Regions from separate parts of the Sus scrofa genome. Here region 1 is linked to region 2. The links are chromatin contacts, called in public Hi-C maps. All regions are on one chromosome and are shown on one strand. Each heading gives the region's core, a stretch centred on a gene start, on an enhancer-like site or on the middle of the called end of the contact. The rest is flanking DNA. Distances are from core to core; before and after follow the strand shown. Region 1 holds the start of FAM166B (family with sequence similarity 166 member B). Region 2 holds the start of RUSC2 (iporin).

What was found. A called contact is a pair of places that touch in the nucleus more often than the background predicts.
Region 1: a Hi-C map of liver shows a contact between it and region 2, with 1.6 times the contacts expected there. The contact joins the promoter of FAM166B here to the promoter of RUSC2 in region 2. A contact is called at or near these places in 1 of 5 promoter capture datasets (liver), 21 of 47 Hi-C or Micro-C datasets (adipose tissue, alveolar macrophages, blood and 11 more) and 2 of 2 datasets of contacts at active chromatin or transcription factors (alveolar macrophages and skeletal muscle).

What each region holds. Positions count from the first base shown.
Region 1 is chr1:236,323,293-236,327,393 of Sscrofa11.1, forward strand. FAM166B (family with sequence similarity 166 member B) reads right to left here and starts at 1,689. Exons shown (of 6, transcript NM_001243630.1): 1 at 1,590-1,689; 2 at 983-1,206; 3 at 676-893; 4 at 416-467; 5 at 132-329. The coding sequence starts at 1,651.
Region 2 is chr1:236,264,562-236,269,006 of Sscrofa11.1, forward strand. It overlaps RUSC2 (iporin), which reads left to right and starts at 1,354. Exons shown (of 12, transcript XM_001927812.5): 1 at 1,354-1,666.

The DNA.
Region 1 (4,101 bases), core at 439-2,938, 59 kb after region 2:
GCAATGATAAAGCTGAACCACGTGATCCAAGGTCCCCCGTATCTACTGGTACCAACCCCCAAACCACCTCCATCTATCACACACACGCAAATATTCCAGTCCCCAAAGCCTCCCTCTGAGATTTGCCTTACCTGGCACATACCCCCCATATTTAGGCAAAAGGCCTAGGTTATGAGGGTAGGTCCTGGAAAGTGGAGGAAGATGTTTAGGATCCTTCTGGGATCTGCCCTGTGACTTCATCTGGTCAAATTCCTGCAGTGCCTGGTTGCTGAGCACAGGAAAGCTGGAGCCAAAGAGGAAGCGGGCACGGGGCACATAACCAGTGAAGCCTAGGGGGTTGGAGGGGGAATACTAAGCCAGGACCTCCTGAGCACCGCCCGCCCCATGCCTTTGGTCGTTACCTACAACTTCTCACCTGACATGAAGAACTTTCGAGGATCTCTGTCATCCATAGAATAAGGGGAAGCCTTGTGAGAAGTTAATAGAAGAAAAACATGACTATCAAATTCAGCCCCTGGGCTGGAACACAAGCTCCCAGGGAGGTGGAGCTGGCAGTCTAGCCCTCGTCCCTGTACCCACAGCCATACTACTCACGGTCACCCCAGGCCTGGCCACAGAGAGGTAAGGCTTCCAACTCCCACCCCACTGTACTCCCCTCAGCCTTCTTGGCCTTACTTGCTCCACCTCCTGCCCCAGCTCTGGCTCGTTTTCCGCCTCCACCTCTGCCTCCAGCTTTGGCTGTTGGTCTTTCTCCATGTCTTTTTCTCCCTTGGCCTCCTTTGGTAGCTCCTGACTCCCTTGTCCCCCATACCACTGAGTAAAATCATTCAGAGCTTCAGCCCAGACCTGGTTGCAGTTCTTGGCAAAGATGAACTGTGCCTGGGGTACAAAACCTAGGCGGGCAGGGGATAAGGAAAATTTCTGTTAGTGTGGGGGACCCTTGTTCTAGGTTGGGGGTACCTGTTCATACCTGTGTACAAACCTGTATACCCAGGGATCATGCTGGAGCTGAGCCTTTCATGTCCACGCCTGACAGGCAGGCTTCTCCTGGGAATCTCAGGAGATCTTGGAGACCGAATGGGAGGCAGAAGTGTGCGATGGGCAGGGGGCCACGCTAGGCCAGGAGAGCCGCGAAGTAGCTGACCAGTTGTCTGCCCGTAGGTCTGACCCATGCTGAACCGAAGTAGTGGGCAGTGTCCGGTGTACCTGTAGCACAAGTCTCACCCACTCACCTCCAGAATCCCCTGGCCTCACCGTCCCCAGAGATGGGAACAGAGACCTCTCACTCCCAGATCATTTCTGGACTCAGCTGTGTGTATATTTGGAGCAGGCATTTCTTAGTTCTTTGTCTGTGTTTTCAACCCTTCCCCTCTACTGTTACCCTGTTACCGTGGAGAACACAACACAAAGCTTCATGGTAAGCCTGGCTACTCCTATTCCCTTGCTTTTCCTTTTCCATCCAACATAGATGTCCCGGCCCTAAGCCTCCCACGCCATCATGTCCACTTCACCCCCAGGTGGCACAGTTCCTGTATCCTTACCCTTATTCCCAGAAGCTAACAGGGGTGTGCTCTGGGTAGAAGTCTTACCCTGGGATATAATGTGGGTTCTTAGGGTTCAGCCCTGGTATGAAGGTGCTAGCCATAGTCATGGGAACCCAGTCAGTTCGTTTTGTTTCTCTTTGAGCTAAGCCTCTGGGCTGTGTGTACTGACTGTGTCCAGGGCGGTGAGGTGGAGCCAGAGGCAGGAGGCGGGGCTCAGGGAGGAGAGGAGAGGGAGCACCAGTGGGATGACTGCCAGGGCCCAGGCCTGCGGGACAGGAGAGCAGAGGCTCACGGGTCTGTCTGTCCCAGAGCAAATACAGTCCTGCCACCTGGGGGCAGGGAGAAGACTTGAGTACAGCTGCGGCACTCCAGGGCCCAAGAAAGCCCTGAAGTGGGAGGTGGGAGAACTAAAACTGTAGGTCCATTGAGCTCTGTCTCAAAAGAGAGCCCTTCCTTCTTAAGCCCTTGTCTGAGCACCTCCCTGAGGAGATGTGGATTCTACTCTTTGTGAGTTTTGGTGGAAGGTGATAGAGTTCCTACGAAAGCCCAGAGGGGAGATTATAGGGGGAGAAAAGGAACCTAGAGAACTCTAGGCAGTGACATTGTTTATTTTCAATAATATAATTTGACAAGAATTACTACTATAGTCCAGATCATCATCTATTCAACAAATATGCCCTGCTCTGCCAGGCACACTCTACAGTGGCAGAGTCTGAATGGCTAAGCTCCATATGACTAGGACAAGTCGTTTAGTATCTCTGAACCCTACTCTCTTCAATTATAAAATGCAGATAGTACCATTCACCCTGTTATTGTCGTGAGACTCAACTTAATGTATGCAAATATGTTTTGTAGCAATAAACAGGGTAGAGCAAAGTACACAGGTGTGAAGTCAGGCAGTCATGCGTTCCAAATAGCTTGTGACCTTGAGCCAAACTACCTTCTTTGAACAAGGTGACTTCTTCTGAACCTGAAATGCCTAAACTTTTTTTTTTTTTTTTTTTTTTTTTTTTTACTGCAACCATGGCATGTTGAAGTTCCTGGGCCAGGGATTGAATCTGCACTGTACTTGGGACCTGGGCCACAGCTGTGGCAACACCAGATCCTTAACCTGTTGCACCACATAGGAACTTCCTGAAATCCCCAAACTCTTAACATCCCTAAACTCTTAACTCTTAAATCCCTAATCCCTTAACTCTGTGGCAACACCAGATCCTTAGCCTGCTGCACCACATAGGAACTTCCTGAAATCCCTTAACTCTTAAACTCTTAACTCTTAAAATAGCCTAGCCTAACCTACCAAGGTGCTGTTAAGAATAAGGTCAGGAATTCCCATTGTGGCTCAGTGGGTTAATAACCCAGCATAGTGTCTATGAGCATGCATGTTGGATCCTTGGCCCCAACCAGTGGGTTAAGGATCTGGAGTTGCTGCAACCTGAGGCGTAGGCCTGCAGCTGTAGCTCTGATTTGACCCTTAGCCTGGGAACTTCCATACGCTCCAGGTGCAGCCTTAAAAAGAATAAGAAAAAAAAAGAATAAAGTCAGATAGTGTGTGTGAAAGAACTTATCCCAACACCTGGCACATAGCTACTAAAACTTAATTTCCTTTCCAGTTGTCTAGTTTTGTCTTTAAGCTTCTACACAAATAGGAGATCAATGAATAGTTAGTAAATTCAGTGGATACAAGTTTTCTCACTGTGGGAGTTCAGGGGAAGGAGATATGAAGATAATGTTGGGGTTTAAAACTAAGGGGCAGGAAGTTCCTGCATGGCACACTGGTAACAAACCCGACTAGTATCCATGAGGATGCAGGTTCAATCCCTGGCCTCATTCAGTGGTTTAAGGATCCGGCATTGCCATGAGCTTTGGTGTAGGTCACAGACTTGGCTCGGATCTTGTGTTGCTGTGGCTGTGGTGTTGGCAGGCCACCAATTCAGCCTCTAGCCTGGGAACTTCCATATGCCATGGGTGAGCCCTAAAAAGACAAAAATAAATAATATTAAGGGGCAGATTGAATTTGTTAAGAAAACAATTCAGATTCTAAGAGAAGTACAGACCTGGGTGAAGCTCCCGTCGTGGTTCAGTGGTTAACGAATCCGACTAGGAACCATGAGGTTGCGGGTTCGATCCCTGGCCTTGTTCGGTGGGTTAAGGATCTGGCGTTGCTGTGAGCTGTGGTGTAGGTCACAGATGTGCTTGGATCCCATGTTGCTGTGGCTGTGGTATAGGCCAGCAGCTACAGCTCTTATTAGACCCCTAGCCTGGGAACCCCCATATGCCGCGGGAGCGACCCTAGCAAAGGCAAAAAAAAAAAAAAAAAGAATACAGATGCAGGGAAAGAGATTGGACAGGGAAAGCATGATTAGACCTGGGGCTAAGTCAGAGCCAGGCTGGTCCACCTTTCTGGGAGGCAGAGGCTCTGCTCTCCACCCACCCCTAGACTGTTACAGTGTCTGGGCTAACCCAGCATGTTTCACTGACCTCTCAGGAATTGCACAACCTTGGTATGTGTCATTTAGAGCTAGAGCTGTAGGGGATTTGGCTCGAATGGAATATG
Region 2 (4,445 bases), core at 104-2,603:
CTCACAGCAATGCTGGATCCTTAACCCACTGAGCAAGGCCAGGGATTGGACCCACAACCTCATGGTTTCTAGTCGGATTCGTTAACCACTGACCAGGAACTTCCCCCCCAAAAAAATTATTCATGACACTTGTTAAAGAGTAGTAAGGCATACTTTAAGTAGCGGGGTGGAACCATGGAGTAGGTAGAGACCACTGCAGCAGAGTGTTGCAGTGGTGGACAGATTGAGCTCAACTCCGACCCCAACAAAGACAATGGTAATTTATCAGCCCAGAAACAGAGTAGTGGTAGAGGTCAGTGGGTGGAAAAGTACAGCCTTCGTCAATTTGGGCTGCTATAATAAAACACTTCAAACTGAGTAGTTTATAGACAAATTTCTCACAGTTCTGGAGACTGGGTTGCTAAGTGCCCTCTTGTCACAGACTTCTCACCTGGAGGATTGGGCTAGGGAGCTCTATGAGATCTATAAAACCACTAATCCTAATCCCGTGTGCTCCTCATGACCTAATCACTTACCGAAGGCCCCACTTAATCTTTGCAGGTTAGGATTTTAACATATAAATTTTGGAGGGATATGATCATAGCAGTTACCAATAAGAAACATCAGGAATAAGGGGGATTCTTAGTAGACCAACTCAAAAGAATTTTTGCTGGAGGCAGACCAAGGTGCTAAAATATCAAAGGTGGTCAGATACCAAGGGTGTTCGATTTTTCAACAAACTGATTTACAGGGATCCTTGCTCAAAACTGAATTGTACAGGGACACAGAGAGAAGCCCAAAGATGAGCCTAACCCCCGGGGGCAGACTTAGCCTGACTAAATTTTTGGCTGAAGGAGTCTTTGTCCATTCTAGATTTTACCAGGTTTTTCTTTACCCTGGCTATACAATGGGATACTTGAAAAAATATCAAAGCCTGGGAGTTCTCCTGCAACAGAGAGGGTTAAGGATCCAGTATTGTCACAGCAGCAGTTCCGGTCACTGCTGTAGCTTAGATTCATTCCCTGGCCCAAGAACTTCCATAAGCCCCAATCACAGAAATAAATAAATAAATAAACAAACAAATAAACCAAAGCCTGCCGCACCACCCAACCCCTACTCCACCCCACAGGTGATTCTAGTTCACTCGGTCCCGGCTGAGATCAGGCTTTAGTTTTCTTTTTCTGGTTTTCCCAAGAGGTTCCACCCGGGTGTCAGGCAGAGAATCGAGGCCTTAGCCAAAGGTGGGGGCACAAATGCACCTCCCTTCCACAGGGTGTTAAAGCTGCGCGAAGGTTCTCTGGGTTCCAGCACAAGGCAGTGCTCTTAACCCGGCACCACCCGAAGGGGCGGGGCGCCAGCCGCAGAGGGCGGGTCCACAGCCAAAGCCTCGCCGCTTCCCTCGCGGGAAAGCACTGCGCGTGACTCGTTGCGCCTATTGCAGCGGGAGCAGGGGCGGTGGGTGAGCCCTCGCGGGCCCAGCGGACCGAACCACGGGTCGTCCGGAGGGGCGGCATGAGGGAGACTCGGGTTGGACCATCAGCGCCACAGCTGCAGGGGGTAGCGGGCGTTACCAAGCTGTCTAGAGAGGCGGGGGACGTCTGCTTGTCCCGGCTGCAACGCGACCCCTGGAGTGCTCGAGACTACGTCGCCGCCTTCGCCGTGGGAGCACAGTGAGGCGAGAAATCAGGTAGGACGCTGAGGCGAGAAACCTGGGGGCGGGCGGAGTCCCGGAGACCCACTGCCTTCCCGTTGCAAACGATCCTTTAGGAGAAAGGCCCACCTATCCAGCCCTTAGCGCCCCCGCCCGGACGCTCAGCCTTTCCCCCTGGTTCCCTCAGGCCCACCCTCCCTCGCATCTTCTCCGACCCCCTCGAGCAAGCTCCATCTTCAGCCTGCCCTGACACTTCAGCTCCGCCGTACACTGAACCCTCAGACACCCAGGACCAACCATCCTTTCAGGCGTCTCCCCAGCTCCAAGCCAACCGTCTCTCAAACTGCCCTTCGGAGACACCCCCTCAGTTGACTCGTGCCCAGTAGTCATCGTTGTACTGCATCTCCTGTGACCGCCCTGCGGTAGCGCGGTAGCCCAGCACCCAGCCCGGGTCCTTTGCACCCTCCGCCCTTTTGGCCCCTGGTTGCCAAGCTGGTATCTGCATCCAGTTTTACCTTGAGAAAACCTTTGGCCTGGCAGTTTTGCCAGCCCCCTGCCACCACTCTTAACCTGCTGCAAAGGGCGCTGTCATCCCGTTGCCCAGGGCTGGCTTGGGCTTGCCAAGCTGGCCCTGAGGACATCAGGGGACAGCTCTGAAGGCAAGAACCATTCACTGTTCATTTTTATCTACAACGCCCAGCACAGTGCCTGGCACATGGTAGCATTCAGTAAATGTATGATGGGTGGGTGAATGAGCCCAATGCAGAGACTGTGAGGCAGAGTGCTTTAGAGGGGAAAATATCACTACCTACTTGACGGGGGGCGGGGGGGGGGCAATCTGGAGGGCTACTTGCACTCATTGGGAGCATAGAACTGAATATATGCAGTTTTCAATTCATGCGTCTGATTTCTTTTATATAGGAGCCTCTACATATCAGCGGTTTTCCCTTTATGTTCTGTTTACCAAAGTCATGACCCGGGAATTTTTACTGGTCAGTGCCTTTAGAGGCTGCCCAGATAATCTTGAGAGAGCTTTGCCGGGATGATCCCTACCCGATCCTCTGCTCCAGAGACTGGCTGCTCCCTTTAGGGAAGAATTGTGGAGGCTAACTACAGCCTTTAAATCCGACTTGGTGTAACTGGTCTGCTGGTGCTTCGGGACAGGTTGGAGGAATGAAGGATCTCAGTTATTTTACCCTTTAGTTCTTGAGTACATCTCTTCCCCACCCCCACTGGAATAGAAATCCCAGGCTGGCCTAGTGTGAGAAATATTCAAAGATTCCTAAATACTGCTACGGTATGATCAGGCCATATATGGGCCATTTATATCTCAGTAGACCGGAATGGGGCAGGGATTACCACTTTGTGGACATATCTGTAGTAAATAAGAACATAGGCCTTTTAAAGATGTTTTTCTCTAAGAACAGAGAGCCTGAAACCTGTTTTGTTGATTTCTAGGAGGATGATCTGAAAAGATTCAGTTTGCTGAAGCTAAGACAGGGTTCTGAGACCTCAGTTTTCGCCCAGGTTCCACGGGGAAGTAGATGATATTGCTGAGTATTGAAACAATGGCTGGAAAGCTGTGGGAATTTATAAGCTAAGAAATAGTTTGCCTGACTACTAGTAGCATTATTGTACCTGGGGCTCAGAGTGTAGGTAAAAGCAATGGCTGGAGTTTCTTAAGAGGCTCCACGGAAATTAAGCAGTGGTATGGTTTAGAGGAGGGGAGATACCACCAGATCTCTGGTGTTCTGCTACTTGTGTCCCTCATATGTATGGCTATAAGGCAGTCATCCTCGCTGTTTCTGCTCTGAGGAAAGTCAAAATCTGGTTTCCTCTGATTTTTATGCTGTGTTTAAGGTCCCTTTTTGAGGCCAGGCCTGCCTAACTAGAACCTGGGTATGTTCTCAACCATTTCTAGCTTTAATATATCCTTTACTTTTTCTTTTTCCTATTCTCTGACTTATCATTATAACTTTATAAAGTAAATCTTGGATCAGGAATTTCAGATTTTTCTGAAAGCAGAAAGGGGCTCCTGAGCTGGGTTAAGCGTGGACATCGTGCCTGTAGACCAGTTTTTGAGTTTAGTTTTTGGTTAACCAGTAAGTTTATAATGGGCTTTTCTACTTTTCCCTGTCTAGAGTCCCTGTTGAAATCTCAATAATCCCAAAAAACTCTGGATTATTTTATGTAATTTATCTTCATTTCCAGTACTTCAGACTGTTGCCAGATAAAATACAGGATGCCAAGTTAAATTTGAATTTAAGATAAACAACAGAGTATCCTGTATTTTTATTTGCTAAATCTGGTAACCCTAGTTCACGGGAAGGCTTGTGTGTTCTATTTTTCCTCTCTACAAATTTAGGACAATAACTCACCCTTTTCTTCTGTTACACACAGTGACTGAGCAGCCTATTAAAAGTCACTTGACTGAGATGGCTCACTCACTGCATGTTAGGGTAAGGGCAGATTCTGTAGTGATCATCCACTTGATCAGTGTTGAGGTTACCCAGAAAACACCCACTCATACATTGACATATGATGTTGTAGTTCCTGTCAAATGAATCTGTCATGCAAAATGAGCATGTTATTTTGAGTGGCCAGATGTAAACATTACTCTGAGAGGGACTTCAAGGGATGAGGGTGGGGTGTGGGTGCATTTTAAAGAAAAATTATAGCTTACATCAGAACCTCTTGTACCACATTTATTCTTTTATTAAAAAGTTCTGGTAAAACATATATAACATAAAATCTATCATTTTAACCATTCTTAAGTATACAGTTCATTGTCATTAAGTACATTCATATTGTTGTC